Linked DNA regions of Mus musculus: region 1 is linked to region 2. Evidence: chromatin contacts called from public HiChIP or PLAC-seq data. All regions are on one chromosome and are shown on one strand. The core of a region is the stretch at or near the end of the contact, and the rest is flanking DNA. Distances in the headings are between cores, read along the strand shown.

What was found. HiChIP or PLAC-seq counts read pairs in DNA pulled down with a chosen protein or histone mark.
Region 1: an H3K27ac HiChIP or PLAC-seq map of trophoblast stem cells shows a contact between it and region 2, with 11 read pairs. The contact joins the promoter of Tulp3 here to the enhancer-like site in region 2. A contact is called at or near these places in 11 of 39 promoter capture datasets (the 3T3-L1 cell line, 3T3-L1-derived adipocytes, cranial neural crest and 6 more), 7 of 484 Hi-C or Micro-C datasets (the N1E-115 cell line, Sertoli cells, embryonic stem cells and 2 more), 9 of 115 datasets of contacts at active chromatin or transcription factors (embryonic stem cells, extraembryonic endoderm stem cells, pancreatic cancer cells and 2 more) and 3 of 9 other capture datasets (adipose tissue, liver and pancreatic islet).

What each region holds. Positions count from the first base shown.
Region 1 is chr6:128,354,481-128,359,536 of GRCm38.p6, reverse strand. It overlaps Tulp3 (tubby-like protein 3), which reads left to right and starts at 3,686. Exons shown (of 11, transcript NM_011657.2): 1 at 3,686-3,799. The coding sequence starts at 3,759. It overlaps Rhno1 (RAD9-HUS1-RAD1 interacting nuclear orphan 1), which reads left to right. Exons shown (of 3, transcript NM_001326585.1): 2 at 183-431; 3 at 1,344-2,537. The coding sequence starts at 267. The coding sequence ends at 1,886.
Region 2 is chr6:128,137,665-128,143,092 of GRCm38.p6, reverse strand. It overlaps a transcript of Tspan9 not described here. Among named protein-coding and RNA genes, the nearest start is that of Gm52879, 39 kb to the right of the region's middle. Within about 2 kb of position 2,197, at least 11 of the 459 cell types and tissues checked have an H3K27ac peak or open chromatin away from gene starts, as enhancers often do. A contact at or near this core is called in trophoblast stem cells, where this site is marked.

The DNA of each region.
Region 1 (5,056 bases), core at 2,437-4,936, 210 kb before region 2:
TCTTGAAAAACCAAAAAAAAAAAAAAAAAAAAAGAGAGAGAGAAAAGGAAGCTGTTTTCTTTACAACCTGAGTCTGATTGGTAATTTCTGGTAGCCTTGTTAGCCTGATGTCATGAAGAATTGGGGGGAGGGTGTCACCCACATGATTTTCCCCCTCTCTCCTTTTTGTTTCTTCTTTCCAGGCATGGTTTGCAACTGGATCCTGACCCAGACCAGGAAGGCAACCTGCATCATGTGGTTACCAACTGCTCTTCATTTACCTATTGATGCCTCCCAAAAAGAGACGCAGACAGTCCCAGAAAGCCCAGCTGCTGTTTCACCAACAGCCACTGGAGGGCCCCAAACACCACTATGAATCTTGCCAGCAGCCCATTACCCACACTGTTCAGGTGCCCAGCAAGCCCATTGATCAGAGCACCGTCACTTCCTGGGTAGGTCCTGGCAATTCTTTGACCTTTACTGTGTTAGGGTTTTCAGAATACTGACTCTGAATCCTTTTGGAGCAGGGCCAGGGAAATAGTTACTGTTCCTGACTGTGGTATTGTCTTAGATATCCTCTTTTCTTCCTTCACACCAAAATATGCATTATATGGTATTGGAGTCTCCTCTGCCAGGTTCCCCTGAAGAGTTCTGATTGAACACTTAACTACCCAGTAGCGGGGTGAAGAAGCAAGAAAGGTGACCAACATGAAAGATTATTTCTTGCATTTTATATGACAAGTACTAGGTATTCTATGAGTTACTGAACCTTAGTGGAGAAAACTCCTTCCACAATGTCATGCTAATCCATGCAAATCCAGCACTGGGAGGCTGCAGCAGAAGGATCTCCAGGTAAAGGCCAGCCTGGTCTTCATGGTGAAACTGTCTACAAAAGAAATCCGTAAGCATTGAGTGAATAAACACGGGCATTAGATCCCAACAGTCACTTCCATGGGGCTGCCGTTCATTATTCACTGAAGACCTTCCTGCCAGGCCCTCCCTCAGCCAGGCGTTGTTGACAGTCAGTCTGTCCCTGCCCTCCTGAGGATCCTTCCGACCTGTTCTCAGGAAGTTTAAGGACGGGGAGTTAAACAAGCTATAGCAGTGTAGTGGTGATGAGAGAGGCCTTGTCTCCTCTCTTCCTCGGGCGCACCCTGAAGGGCAGAGCGATTGGATAGCTGGCCCAGGTCTCTTGCCTTCTTGTCATACCACATAGCTGGATGGGTGTCTGTCCTGTATTGTAGCGAGTCCTCACAATTCTGGACAAAAATAAAGGATCAGACACATTTACTCTAGCTGCTTTGCAGCTGGCTCGCCACCACCACCATCCTTTTTTTTTTTTTTTTTTTTTTTTTTATGCACAGGTGTCACCCCAGTTTGATAGAGCAGCGGAAAGCCGGTTTCTGATACACCGGAAGCCTCACCGAGACCAGGCAAGGCGCCCAACTCGGAGATCTACCTGCAAGTTTCCACGTCTAACCTTTGAGAGTCCACAGTCTTCCAGTTCAGAGACGTTGTTGCTATCCAACCGAGTGCAGCCCCAGAACTCAGAAAAGGACCCACCCAGAAGGCCTTTAGTGCCATTGTTCAGTCCCCAGAGCTGTGGAGAACTGTCAGTGCATGTACCTCACAGTTTACCTCATGTGTTCGCACCCCCTGACATCCAGACCCCAGACTCTTCTGTAAGAGACGATCCCATTTCCCCAGACCAGAAGGAAAACAGTTTTCCAAGCTGCATCCTTGGCCCTGGGACTCCCAGCAGCCCAGAGCCGGGGCCTGTTCTGGTCAAGGACACCCCTGAGGAGAAGTATGGGATTAAGGTCACGTGGAGACGCAGAAGGCACCTGTTTGCCTACCTTAAGGAGAAGGGGAAGCTGGATGGAAGCCAGTTCCTTGTGAAGATCTGACAGGACCGCAGAGCTTCAGTTCTTCCCGGAGCTGCTGTGGGGAGGTTTCGCAAGTCATCCTGGTTTGAAAGGATGAAAGGGGACGAACAGCAATAGGAAGACCACTTAGCCAGAGTCGGAGTTCGGTTTCTAGGGTTCCGCCTCGCACCAGGAACCGTTGAATTTAGTGTCATGAACTGTTGGTATTTTTCTCACATTAACTGTTTAGACCTCTGACGTTTCTTGTACTGTTCACAGCGTTTGTAAATAAATGGCTGCCGAGTTTTTAGAGAACCCAGCCGTTGTCAGTAATGCAGCCTCGTGCCCATCTATAAAAGGTCTATGCTTATTAGTCTTCTGCCTCGAACTAATTCATCTCACGCTGTTGGTACCGAGTGTGAGGCTCAGCGACTGGAGAAAATCAAGAGAGAGCTCTGGTTTTTAATGGTTGACAGCCTTGGCTCAAAGGGTCCCAAGCCAGGCCTGTGTTGGTGAATACGATGGGGTCAGAGAGCTAGGGGACGGATGAGTACTTTAGGTTTGTGTTTTGAGATGTGTTTACAGTGGAAGAAATATGACGCTATCACATGTGGTGGAGAAATGGATTCCTATCAGTAACTTATCCTATGTGTACATAAAGTGGAAGCTCACACTCTAGTGTGGGTAGTGTGGATGTGCCTGTCTCAGTGGTCCTCTTACTCATTCAAATAGCATCTCTTTCAACCCTACTCATTTAGCACTAGCCCTTTCTAGACCAAGCAGAGCTTATGAGTGAAGATTTGTAGCACACACACACACACACACACAAAGGAGCAATCCAGAGTCCCACAGGGAGAGGGGCTAAGTGAGTGCAATGCTTTCCTAGCCTATGTGTGCAGGTATCATATTCCCTAGTTTTCAAAAATTAATTTCTGGGACCTGGAGAGGTGGCTCAGCAGTTATGAGCCCTGGATGCCCGGAGGCGCGAGTTCTATTCCCAGCACCCACATGGTGACTCACAACCATCTGTAACTCCAGTTCCGGGGTATCTGACAGCCTTGGGCACCAGGGATGCATATGATATGCAGACATACACATAGGTGAAACATACACATAATAGCCTAGGGCACGATGGCACATGCCTTTAATTCTAGCACTAGGGTGACAGAGGCAGTAGGATCTCAGAGTTCCAGACCAACCGAGGATAGTATAGTGAAATCCTGTCTCAAAATAAATACATTATTTTTTAAGTGAATTTTTGGATTCAACATCAGTGTGACTTTGGCCTTACTAATTAAGTTTATATGCTATAGTTCTGGTCATAAAGTCCTATAGGGACCAAAGCCACAAAGGCATTGATGGCTGGAGGCATGATTTACTGCAGAGAGGACAGCTTAGCTGCTACCCTCACTAAATAAGGACATTTGCTGAAGGTCCCCAGGTAGGGATCCCTCAGTCGGGCTTTGGGCAAAGGCTGGTTTGGGAGGCTGAAGGCCTCGGCTATCCCAGAGTCGGTGGTCAGATGCTGAGGCTTCAGGTGATAAAGAGTAGAAAACCCAAGGCAGCAGCCTGGATGTTCTCGGTGCCACAGAGGGGTGCTGGGGATCGCTCTGTGGGGGCCAGTCCCGGAGCGGTGGAATGGAGCAGCAGACTCTTCCGACCCAACCCCGGGGGGCTGCTCCCGGATCTAGCGCACGCGCCTTCGCCTCCCGGTGCCTCCCGCCCCCTGGAAACCCTCCAGCATCATGGCTAACGCCATTTGCCAGTGAGAGGGGAGCGTAGGGCACTGGACCAATGGGCGTCGGCGACAGTGCGGGGTGTGGTTGTCAGGGGCGGGGCCCGATCTCCTCCATCCTCTCCAGCCGGGCGGCGGCGTCTCGGGGTCTGGACGCTGATGCCACCGGTCGGGCGGGTATGGAGGCGGCGCGCTGCGCACCCGGACCCCGCGGGGACAGGTCAGGCGGCGGTGGGGCGGGCTGGGGTCTCCAGGGTGGGCGGGCAAGAGCGGAGGCCAAGATCGGGTCCCCAGCTGAGCAGGCGCTTTGCACACCCCGCGTCGCCAGAGCGCTCTCGCGTCTCTTTCCTGGAATTTACCCCGAACCTGCTCACCCTACTCCCCAAGGGCCTCCGATTCCCTCATTTGCAATGCGCTGTGCATCCCGTGCCGCCAGCACTCTTGAGCCGCTCCCCTGGAGTTTACCCTGGACCAGCTCGCCCTGCTCCCCTGGGGTCTCGATTCCCTTACTTGCAATGCGTTCGCCCTCCCCCATGTCTTTCACGAGTAGGATCAGAACTGAGCTGGAAGGAGGGCACTCTTGGGAGTCGACGCGGAAGGTCGCGAGTGATGGTTAATTGGTTCCAAGGCCGTTGCATTTGGCAGTCATTGCGGAATTCTGGAACGAGTCCGAGAGCTGAAAATGCAAAACTGTTCTTTTCTTCTTTCTTCCTTCCCCTGAGTTCTAGCAGTTCTTTCAATCAGGACTTAGTTTAGACTGATCCGTACTCTTGCTCGTGCCCCTGGCTTTTCTACCAATACCCCTCTTTTTGCCTGGTTCACATGGTGAGCTTGGAAAGACAAACGGGCTGCAATCTCAGCCTGTTCATTTCTTGTCAGCTAGGCTAACGAAAAGTTAATGGGGGGCCGTGTGAAATCACTGGCTCAAAACTTTGGCATGGTGTGAGGATTAAAATCAAACACGCCAACTACATTCTTCCTTTACCATTCCATTACCACAGCGATAAAGGCTTGGCGTGTTAGGATTTGGTCTGACGTTTAAACTGGTTTTTAACTGATCCGAAACCATATTTTACAAAGTTATAAAGACGGAATAGCGACCCCCCCACCCCCCGTGGGTCCCATCCAGACTAGGCTTCCCTGAAACTTAATAATAAGTTAATAAGGAGGACTTTGAACATTTGCCCCCTACCTCTGCCTCCCAAGGCGTCACCTGTTTTAATCTTTCATCAACTAAATTCTATAAACATGATAGCTGCTCTCTGAAATTTGTTTACAACTTCTCCATTTTGGGAACCGAAGATCCATTTACAAGGGTAAGGTCGGGGTAGGAAAGTTAGAATTCAGCGTGTATCCGGTTGAAATCAAATGATATCGCGTTCAGTTGAGGGATTTAGTTGTTAACGAAATGATTTTTAGAGAAGTAAATTTCTTAGGGATGTGATTTTATTTTTATTTTATTTTTTGAGATAGGTCT
Region 2 (5,428 bases), core at 948-3,447:
ACGGTCTGGGCCTGTCTACAGACCCATTGAACCCCCCAGCTATTCCTCAGGCTACTGCTGGCCGAGAGGCTCTTAGAGTGACAGGGCTTTGGCACACCCCTCGATCTGCGATGTAGCCCATCTGTGCGCTCAAGTTTGGGCCTTTAAAAAAACTTTCATGTGGTTGAAAAAAAAAAGTCTAAACAAGCAACAGCTTGTGACAGCGGCAATTGTAGCCGTGCATCATGGACCAGAGTTTTCCTTCGCTTCTGTCTATTATGAAGGATACTGATCTCTTTAGCATCTTTCTCCAGATGACTGGAGAAGTTGGCAGTTGGTGTAGTAAGCTCTCCGCAAAGCTGGAATGATCTTGCCTCTTCACACCGTGGGCAAGAATGCAGCAGTTTACCTTTCTTGGCTCAGAGAACTAAAGTTGCCTTTTTGACCTGCATCTGCCCCCTCCCCTGGGGTGACTCAGGCATTTCCTCCTCCAGGCAGCATTCCTGGACTAGTGGAAAGCACAAAGAACTCTTGCTTTGATTCCTACAGACCTGTCTGCTCCTTCTCTATTCAGAACAGCCTCCGGGAAGGGTGTGTGTGTGTGTGTGTGTGTGTGTTTGTTTTCCAGGTGCGAGCAATAGGAGAGGGATTGTGGAGCATCTCAAACAATGGACTTGGCAAATCATTTATATTTAGCTGAGGAATGCAGCAGGCAGGAGTCAGACAATCACAACACTTCCTATATCAGCCTGGTCCTGGTGCTTGATGTGGCTGAGTCTAGAGTTGGTGGGTGGGGTGAGAGAGGGAAGGACATTGGGGTATGTACAACTCCAAGTGTTACTCAGTTCTTTTAGTTGAAGACCCACTGTGCACAAGGCCAGGAACAATGGGAGTGCTTCAGAATGGTCTGCTGTTGTCTTTTCTTCTATTTGGTCTGCTTGGGAGGGCTCTTGAACTCTGCGAGCAGAGATGTAATATTAATACTAACAACTAGTGTTCATGTGGTAATTTATGGTAAGCCAAATGCATTTGCCACACATACGCTGGATTTACTGTTAATGATCTATACTTGTCCTTGGGGTCTTACTTTTACCCGCCTTCTTGGTTAGGGAGATGGCACTAGAATAAATTATCTTTAATGCTACAAAGCTTACTGAGAGAGAAGTAGGGCTGGATCTGGAAGCTTCGTAGAGCATCTGTCTGTCTCCATCTTTACTGAGCCTATCTGCTCCCTCCCTTCCGCCACGTGTGAAGCCTTGGGCAAGTTTCTGTCCATCCCTGCTCCCCATTTTGGAGGACCAGGATGAAAGTCTCCAGGGCCTCCAGTAGCACCTAAACTAACAGTGTAACATGATCTCAGCACCCAGTCAATTTATACGTTACATCTTTTTATTCATTTTAAGTTAGCATACAAAGTAACAGGTTCCATTATGACATTTTTGTATTTTTTTTTTGAGCCTTCTCCCTCTCCTCTTCCCCCTTCTCTCTGCCTCCCCCTCTCTATATATATATTTTAAAATTTTAGGTCATGTGTGTATTATAAGTATGTGCATGTGTTTGCATGTGTAGGTAGAGTCTAGAGGTCTATACTGGGTGTTTTCTTCAATTATTCTTCATCTTTTATTATATCTTATATATTATATACATATTATCCATATATAACATATACATATATATAAATATGAGATAGGGTCTCTCACTATGTATGTGTGTGTGTGTGTATACACACACACACACACACACACACACACACACACATATATATATCACTGGCTGGCCTGAACTTATATGTTAACCAGGCTGGACTTGAACTCACAGAGCTCTGTCTGCCTCTGCCTTCTAAGTACAATTTATAAGGGTACCTTCCCTCGGCCTTTCTGCTCTCTGTGTGAGTGTAGTGTCTTCATCTCTTGATGTGTGTATGTATGTATGTATGTATGTATGTATGTATGTATGTATCTACCTTAAGCTTACTCTGAGCTTCTCCATAGGCATTTGGGAGAAGCAGCCTGCTTTGCTGGTACACAACATGGTGGCGGTGTCGTGGGCTGGTTTACAGGGTGTTCTCCCTGACTCTGTGACCCCAGTGCACCTGGTCTTAGGAAGGAGGGATTGAGGTCAGGCCTTGGGCGACAGCTTTCACCCCTGCTGGCCTAAGCTTCCTGCTTACACAAGGCGGACAACAATACAATGTTTCCAGGGCTGTGGGAAGGAGCCCTGACTGTGGGGAGAAGCTTGTAGCTCAGGGCCTCATACACAGCAGGTGTGCAGTGAGTGGAGGTTGTTATTTATAACCTAGCCGGGTGGCTAGACTCACATGCTGGGAACATGAGGACAAGGCTTCTCTTCTCCCACTGAGGCCCAGGAGTGCTGCGGTGATCATCTGTGCTGACTAAGGAGTGGATGTTACCCAGGTACACTCACCTTCTTTTCTCTTCTACTCTAGGCCTTCCAGGAACCCACAGGTCCTGCCAGACTGGTCCTCCAAACATGCTTTGGTCACTTCTTTTTAGCCCCAGAGTTTATTCTGTTCCACCTTCCAGAGTGTCCTTCTGATGTCTATCTTTCTGCCCTCCAAGACTCTATTCAGTTGGAGCTCTTTTCAGGGCCCTTCTGAGTCACCTTCAGTGAACCTTTGCTTTGGAACTCCCGTGACATTTCGTGTCTTTACCTGTCTTTTGCTAGGTAATTCCCTAGTGAATTTCATCCCCTCCCTACTATCATCAGCATCACCACCACTTTCTTCCTCCCCCCTCCTTCTCCTTCTTCCTCCTCCTCCTGTTCTTGTTCTTTCTTCTTCTTCTTCTTCTTCTTCTTCTTCTTCTTCTTCTTCTTCTTCTTCTTCTTCTTCTTCTTCTTCTTCTTCTTCTTCTTCTTCTTCCCCTTCCCCTTCCTCTTCCTCTTCCTCTTCTTCCTCCTCCTCCTCTTGTTCTTGTTCTTTCTTCTTCTTCTTGTCCTTGTTCTTTCTTCTTGTTCTTGTTGTTCTTGTTGTTCTTCTTCTTCTTCTTCTTCTTCTTCTTCTTCTTCTTCTTGTCTTTTTTATTTTCTTTGAGACAAGGTCTTGCTATATAGTCGAGGATGGCCTTGAACTTGTGATCTTTCTACCCCTGCTTCCAGAGTCCTGGGATTACATGCATTTACCAACATGCCTTGCATCCTTATTAAATTTTTGTGCTATCTTCTGATGATATAGAAATAAATAAAAATGATCGAAGTTGCTAGGCATGATGCATATAATCCCAGCACTCTGAGGCTGAGGCAGGAGGATCGGAAGGTTAAGGCCATCCTTAGCTACCTCCTGAATTTGAAGCCAGCTGGGCTGAATGAGACCCTGTCAAAAAGAACAAAAACACACCAAAAGCGGGTTCTTGTTTTCCTTGGACATATGATTCAGTCAAGAAGTTAGGATGGGGTTCACAAAAATCACAGTTTAAAGTATAAAGTGAGATAGGGGGCTGTCTGCCATAGTTCCAGGTATTTGGGAGGCTGAGGCCAATTCTGGACAGCATGGTTGGTGAGTCCTTCTGAGAGCAGAATGTTGTGGGAAATCTAAGTTTCAGTAGTCACCCTGATTGAGGAGGTATACTTCAGGCAGCTGGAGGGGAGACACCAACTTCAAAGGGGCCTGGTTTCATGGGAGAAGGGAGGAGCAGCCTGAGGACAGATGAGAGACAGCTCTGAAGGGCCAATGAAGACACCAGGCAGGTGGATGAGGTACACTGTAGCTGGCTCCAGTTGTCCAGCCAGGGATGAATTCCATCCATCTCTCCCTCCATGAGAAATGGAGTGCCTGCTATGTGCAGGCATGGGTTGGCGAGCCTTGGGAGGTCCTGGGATACTTGTGGTTTTGGCATGAGGGTCACAGAAGCAGGTCTGGGCTCAAGGAAGTGATTGATGGATGGAAACCATGGTGAGTGGCTGGGACCTGCCAGGAGTGGTAAAGACCTAGAGAGACTTTAGGAGCAAGACCACCTGTGGGGGCTGGGGTGTGGCCGGGTGGTAGAACACATCTCTAGCATGTGTGAGGCCCTTGGTTCCATCCTTACCATTACAAAACAAACAAACCCCAACCAACCAACCAACCAACCAACCAAATAACAAACAAACAAACAAACAAACACACCAAAAACCAAACCAAACCAAAATGGATGTGAATTTGTCACTGGTGAGGAGCCAGCCAGCCAGTTCCAGGCTGTAGTCCTCATCAGCTCAAGGAGATTCCCTGATCCTTTAGGAACCTCAGCTCAGGCCAAACCAGGGGTTGTGGCTTCAGCATAGAGAAGAATTTCAGGACTGAGCAGTATGAAGCAGAATTGGAGATTTTATGGAAGGTATTTTAATATAGACTAAAAGCACAGGGGTGAGCAGGGAGAGAGGTGCTTAGAGAGAAAGCCACTGAGTATGTGCTCATCAGAGGAGATTGTGGGAATGGGCTTTTCAGAGAGTATCATGGTTAGTTATCTTAGCATTAGCCATATGTGCAATTTTGATGGCTGTCAATTTATATTTTAAAAGCTTGCTTAGATCCCCCTTACCCCCATTTAAATTAGAAAGAATTAAAGTAAAACATTAGTTTATTTTGTTTATGTTTATGGATGTGGGCATGTGTATATCTCTGAGTGTGAAGTCAGAGGACAGCTAGGGGAGTCCACTCGCTACTTGTGTCATATGGGTTCCTGGGGATTGAACTCAGGTCATCAGGACCTTATCCTCAACCGTCTCCCTAGCCCTTCTGTCTGTCCTGATGTGAGGTTATAGGGTGGCTCTGGGGAAGCCTCGGATGGAATGATAATAAGATCGGGTAAAATCAAGAGCCAGCAAAGTTGCACAAGGAGTTTAATTAGTACATGTCCTTTCCCTGCAAATAAGCTTTCTGGTCAGGTTCCTAGAAACTTGCAGACACATCTGGGGCTAGGGAAAGCCTCAAGCAGTTGTCACCGGCTCTGAAACTTGCTTCTCTGCTATGAGAGGTTTGAATCAGAATCTTGGTGAGGGGCTGCTCTCCCTTCTCATGTCCCTGTGATTTTCTCTGTCTTTCTGTCTTGCCTAACATTGCTTGGCAGGAGCTTGGAGAGATGGCGTAACTGTTGAGTGCTTGCTACTCCTCCAGAGGATCTCTTTCTGGTTTCTAGCTCCAGTACCCACATCAGGTGGCTGACAGCACCAGAGGATCCAGCATCCTCTTCTGGCCTCTGCGCGCACACACACACACACACACACACACACACACACACATACACACACACATACACACACACACACACACACATATACACACACCACATATACATACCACACACACACACACACATACACACCACACACACGCCACACACACACACACACACACACCACACGACACAATATACACACACCACACACACACACACATCACACACTATATTACTACACACATCCACATACACCACACACCACATACACCACATAC